2 separate regions of the Triticum aestivum genome follow, and region 1 is linked to region 2. A link is a contact called in public Hi-C data. All regions are on one chromosome and are shown on one strand. The core of a region is the stretch at or near the end of the contact, and the rest is flanking DNA. Distances in the headings are between cores, read along the strand shown. Region 1 holds the start of LOC123155993 (serine/threonine-protein kinase BLUS1). Region 2 holds the start of LOC543428 (formate dehydrogenase, mitochondrial).

The links. Hi-C and Micro-C count contacts between places; a contact is called where the count stands out from the background.
Region 1: a Hi-C map of leaf shows a contact between it and region 2, with 8 times the contacts expected there. The contact joins the promoter of LOC123155993 here to the promoter of LOC543428 in region 2. A contact is called at or near these places in 4 of 5 Hi-C or Micro-C datasets (leaf and an unstated tissue).

The regions. Positions count from the first base shown.
Region 1 is chr7B:171,328,394-171,331,093 of IWGSC CS RefSeq v2.1, forward strand. It overlaps LOC123155993 (serine/threonine-protein kinase BLUS1), which reads left to right and starts at 1,449. Exons shown (of 20, transcript XM_044574167.1): 1 at 1,449-1,786; 2 at 2,435-2,700.
Region 2 is chr7B:170,874,880-170,877,579 of IWGSC CS RefSeq v2.1, forward strand. LOC543428 (formate dehydrogenase, mitochondrial) reads right to left here and starts at 1,280. Exons shown (of 6, transcript XM_044575573.1): 1 at 1,053-1,280; 2 at 762-933; 3 at 1-135. The coding sequence starts at 1,121.

The sequences.
Region 1 (2,700 bases), core at 199-2,698, 450 kb after region 2:
ATTGTGTGCTGTGCAGTGCTTCGGATCTGCTTGGATTCGGAGGTGTGGAGGAGCTTCGGGCGAAAGTCCAGCACCGGCAACGGCGGCGCCATGGCGCCGTTTCCCTTCTTGAAGGCGTTGCCGTGGAGCTCCATTGCACGACTCTCCGGGAGAAATCCCTAGCTTTGGATGGTCGAAGCGGGCGATGACGGCGGCTACGTCGTTTCCTTCTTTGAGGCATCGCCTTGGAGAGTCAACATACTGCAGTTTGCACGGATCTCTTCGTCGTCGGGGACAGTGGACGTCGGAGCGGCGGCTCCGGGTGGTTTCTGATTGTGCGCCGAGATGGCGATCTCGGGAACAATGTGAGTGACAGCTCTATGTGGCGGGGCTCAATCTCGGCATTGGTTGGGTGGCATCCTTGTCCCGCTTGGGCGGTAGGGGTGTCGGCTCGGTCGATGCGCTCCAGAGGGGGCGATCTGACTTTACGTCGGGGCGGCGGCCCCGGATGTGGTGCGACGTTCGTGGTCTGCGAACGGTTGCCCTGAGCAGCGTGGGCTGCGGGCAGCTGGGTTGTGCGGCGTTGCTGCTCTGGGGGAGCGGTGGTATGTCGGGGCGGCGGCCCCGGAAGGCGGTGCCGGTTGATTGCGCTGGGCGCGACGGAGCGGTGGATGTCGGGGCGGCGGCCCCGAGAGAATCACTGTGGCGACCAAACTTCTGTGGCAACGATGATGGTGGGAGCGATGTCGACAACGTGGCAACGGTTGCGGTAGTCGGCTCTTCTCCGGCGTGTTCACGGTATTGCCTCGGTTTGTTTGTTGCTGTGGAGTCGAAGCTGCGGTGGCAGGGCCCTGTGGTGTACGATGACTGGCTGCAGGTGGTCCGTTCGGTGATCTTCCGTGGCGCCAGCCGTGCCTGGTTTTGTTCTTTTGAGTTCTCCGTCAGAGTCGGAGCTGCGTTGTCTGGCCGTAGGTCGACATATCGTCGATTAGGGTGGACTTTGCCCTGTGTGTTTCAGTCTTTGGGTGTGGGCTTGGCCCTTGTTGTTCCGGTTTTCGCCCGGTTTTCCGTAATTAACTGGGCAATTCTCTTCTTCTTAATTGATAGATGAGGCAATCTTTGTCTGTTTTATATAGAACGGATTCTCTACGTTCCACGCATCCAAACAACCCCTTGGATATTCTTCAAAAGAAAATAAAAAACAATCCCTTAGATTGTGGGTAGAAAAAGAGATCTTAGTTCGTTTGGAGAAGAACTCTTTGATCCCATGTAAAAAAAAACTCTTTGATCCTCGAAAAGGGTAGAAGGGAAAGAACCTTTTGAAACCGTATCCCTTTTGCGCCTCCGGCACAGGCACCCGCCGTGCGCCGTCGACCACGAGAAACAGGGAATCAGGATCTTTGGCTACCGACCACATGCCACATGCACATCGAAAACAAACCAAATCCATCTGCCCATTAATCAGTTTTTATTCCACCGGAAACCCCAGCCAAAAATACGCAGCAGCCACAGAAAATCTCCAGCAAGACCACTACTCCACCTTCTCCTCCTTCCCTTCGTCTTCCCCCGGCCCGTTACGCTCCCTGCCCTGCTCCTCCCAATCGCCGCCGCCCTCCTCCTACTGCTGCGCCACAGTCGTCTCCTCCTCCGCCGTCCAGATCCGTCCTGCTGCGCGTCCGTCCACGAGCACGGCTCCTAGATTCGCGAGAGCTCCTCCCCCGCGAGATCTGCCACCGCCGTCTCGGCGCCGCAGCCCCTTCGTCCGGTGGCGATCCGCCCCTCGAACCACCGCCGGCGCGCTCTCCAGGTAACGCTGCTGCCCGGGTTACCCTCTGTTCGGTCTCGTACCGTCGCGGCGAAGCTTCCCGGCAGCTCGATCTTTAGGGTTGGTAGCTACTAGCTACTCCAAACCGGTCGATTGGTCATCGTAGCTTATGGCGTGGTGATTCGGTTGCTGCTAGCGGACAAGTGGTTCGCCGGATTGAAGCCTGTTGCCCTTGCGGCCCCAGCTAATCAGCGTCGCTACGCTACCATGATGAACTAAGCGCGTGCTAGCGATTTTGGTTCGATTTGAGGGGCCTGAGCTTGATAAGCTTCGCTTGAGCTTTGCGCACCTGTCTCGAGTTAGACTCTGGATGCTAGGGTATATTTTTTCATGCTTACTCCAGGTTGCCAATGCTGGACTGAAAGAACTCCCCGTTTCACTAGGGATGGTATAATTCATGATTCCTGTGTGTCTACTAGAGCTTACTCTATGGCTATGGAGCTGTGGACTTTGCTTTCCTGGTTTCAGTGTGCTTTCTCGTGCTGCTTGTTGGTCACATTTGTTGGGTTTGGGCATCTCCTAAAATGGTCATTTTATGTTTGTGCTATGCTGATCTATACTCTGCAGTTAGCCTATATCCTCCATACGTGTGTTCACAATGTTGAAGACTTCCTATTCTTTGTTTTGCAGCTTATAATGGTGCACTTGGTGTGAGCCAGCTTGGGTGGCGTTGTGGTATCTGCTTCATTATCGTTTAGCCTATATTTGCCCTTGGACCAAAGGCCGTTTGAGATTGACAATATGAAATAAAGAATCATACAACGTCCATGCATTCATCTGCAGACGTAACCATGCTGATGGTTCTTCTTGGGCACACCTATATGGTGTTCTTGACACCGCCTTCCGTGCTCCAGTTCTATGTAAACCGTAAGATTGTTGCTGTTACTTGTGACGTT
Region 2 (2,700 bases), core at 30-2,529:
TATGGTCTGAGCCAATCCCAGCTGTGAGAAGCAGCTCGAGGTTCTTTGCCTTCTTGATCCTCTCTGCAGTAACATAGGCTGGGTGGAATGGGGTGGTTATCAGAACATGCATGTCTTCAATGTGCTTCTCCAGCTCTGGGGACAAGAACAGCAATCATTTATTCACATGTTAAGAGTCAAGAAAACAACAATCAGAGATATAAAACCATCTAAGAAGATAATTATCATATTAATTTCACCTTACTCACACAGGGTTCAAACATACAAGCTAGATTGGAATATATATAAGCATTTGAATTGATCCTGCAGCAAAGCTCACATGAACACGGCCGCTTATTCAAGATTTGTGTTCTTTCAAAATACGCTGCTTAGCCAAATAGGGAGCAAATCTCCCCATTTCACACGGAACATATAAAAATTACTCTTCGCTGTCATCAGCTAAAACACAGGGCAGTCGGATTACTCATAGCATTATAGACTACACAGTAACCCAGATAATTCAGAATTGATATATATCTGTTCAGTAAAACACTACTACATATCTGTTCAGTAAAGAGTTCGATACAGGTTTTGACAAGTCCTGCCAAGTTCACTACGTTTAGCGTTTTGAGATCTGTATCTGATGTATAGAACAATATATTCACAAATTGTTCACAGAAAGAAGCACATGAATTGCATTACAGAATCGTTAACAAAATAATAATAAATTATAGGAAAATCAAAAAGCATGAGAAGAATTGGGTATGATTTTGGGTACCCACCGCTGTTCAACCCCTCCTTGTCGTCGGTGACAATGTAGTGATGCCCCTTGGACTCGAGCCAGTCGCGTATGCCGAGGGCCCCCTCAACACAGCCGACGAAGTTGGGGTTCTTGTCGGCGTACTCGCCGGCCTGGTAGAACACGCCCACGATCTTCTTGCTGCCCGCGGACGTCTGCACAACGGGAAGACAGAAATCAAAACACGGCATTCCTCAGAGTCCCGTCAGCCAACCGCAGCACTTCTTCAGCAACCGAAACTTGCAGGAAGCAAACCGAGCGAGAAAAAACTTACGTGCGCGGCCCTGGATCCGACGGCCCGGTCGACGAGCTGCCTCGCGGCGGCCCTGCACATCGCAGCCATGGAGACGGAGAGATCCCGGCGGAGGGAGAAGCAATCTGCCAATCACTTCACGGGGAACGGCGAGCGAGGAAAAGAGGGGAGGCGATGGGAGTGATGGCACACAAGAGTGAGGGCCGCACGGGACGGGTAAATAAAGACTCCGCGCCGGCACGCCGACAGGTGGACCGCCTCCGTCCCCACGTGGACGGGCTGCCTGCGCCGCGCGGCGGAGGTGGTCCCGGACTGAAGCGTGAAGGGATGGATGACCTGTGGGCCTGCCTTTCGGTGATGCCCCACGTGTCTGTGTGTGTGGTGTGCACAGTGGTTTGTTTTGGCTTTTGTTCTGGTAGGAAAAGGACTGCGCCGATGAAAGTGCCAGTAGTTGTCTACTCGAAAAGTGGGCGAGAAGATGCCGTGATCAGTGCCGTGGCTAGCTAGCGGCCGGTGGGGGGAGGAGAAGGGTGGCGAAGGATCAACGAACCGGACCACTGCTGGCGCTAGGAACGCACATTTCTTGCCGCCTCGAGGAATGTCTGTGTGAGTCATGCGTGCATGATCTTTTTCTTTTCGAGGGTACGCAAATCATGCGTGCATGATCTTCAAGCGGGGGAGTAGTGCTTGGGAGCATGTGCCCCAAACTCCTTTTTCAATTCATTAGCTTTGGTTTCATCTCTTGAGAGTTCCATCACTAATAGATGATGTAGATGTAAAAATAACCGAAATATGCATCATTTGGACTAAAAACGTCTCTCCAACGAATGATGTAGATGTGTATTTTATTACATCTGGATTTACATCGGATGTAAAATGCATCACCAAGTGATGCAAATATACATCACCTAACACCCTAGAAGTAAAACTGACGGCCACCCGCGAACGCCCAACCGTCCCCCCTCCCCCCCCCCTCCACTCCCCACCGCGCGACCACCTCCTTGACTCCCTCCGCACCACATCGCCAAATTCGGCCTCCCCACCCCCAACGCCGCTGGTTCCGCCACATTTCCGCTGCCTGCAAATCGGTCGCATCCACCGCTTTTCCGCCGCTGCTCGATTTGAGCTCCTCCGTCGCTGTCCTCTAGCATCTGGCCTCCCTCCCCCACCCTAACCCCACCCCGACGCCGGCGGCGGCGGAGCCCAATGCCTCGAATCTGCTCGGTCGCCGCGCGATTTGGAGCTAGGGATGGCACCCGCATGGTTTGGGTACGGGTGGAGCCACCCCATACCCTTACACATCCCCTCTGAGCTTACCCATCACCCTTACCCATACTCATCAATGGGTATGTTTTTTTCTCATACCCGTTACCCGACAGGGTACCTTGGTACCCATGGGTAAAATTACCCATGTTTGCAAAGCATCAGTTTGAACTACTCATAGTCATAAAAACAACATATAATTATAATCTATAAACAACAATAGATTATAACAACAACAACACTCTTTTAAGCACCAACACATCATAAACAACATCATATTTAATAAACAACATCACTTTCTCGTAAACAACAACACATCAAAACATCATCACACAGTCATATATTTTGAGTTCACAAATTCATGATAAAGTGTAGAGATAATTTTGAGTTCATATAGATTTTATAT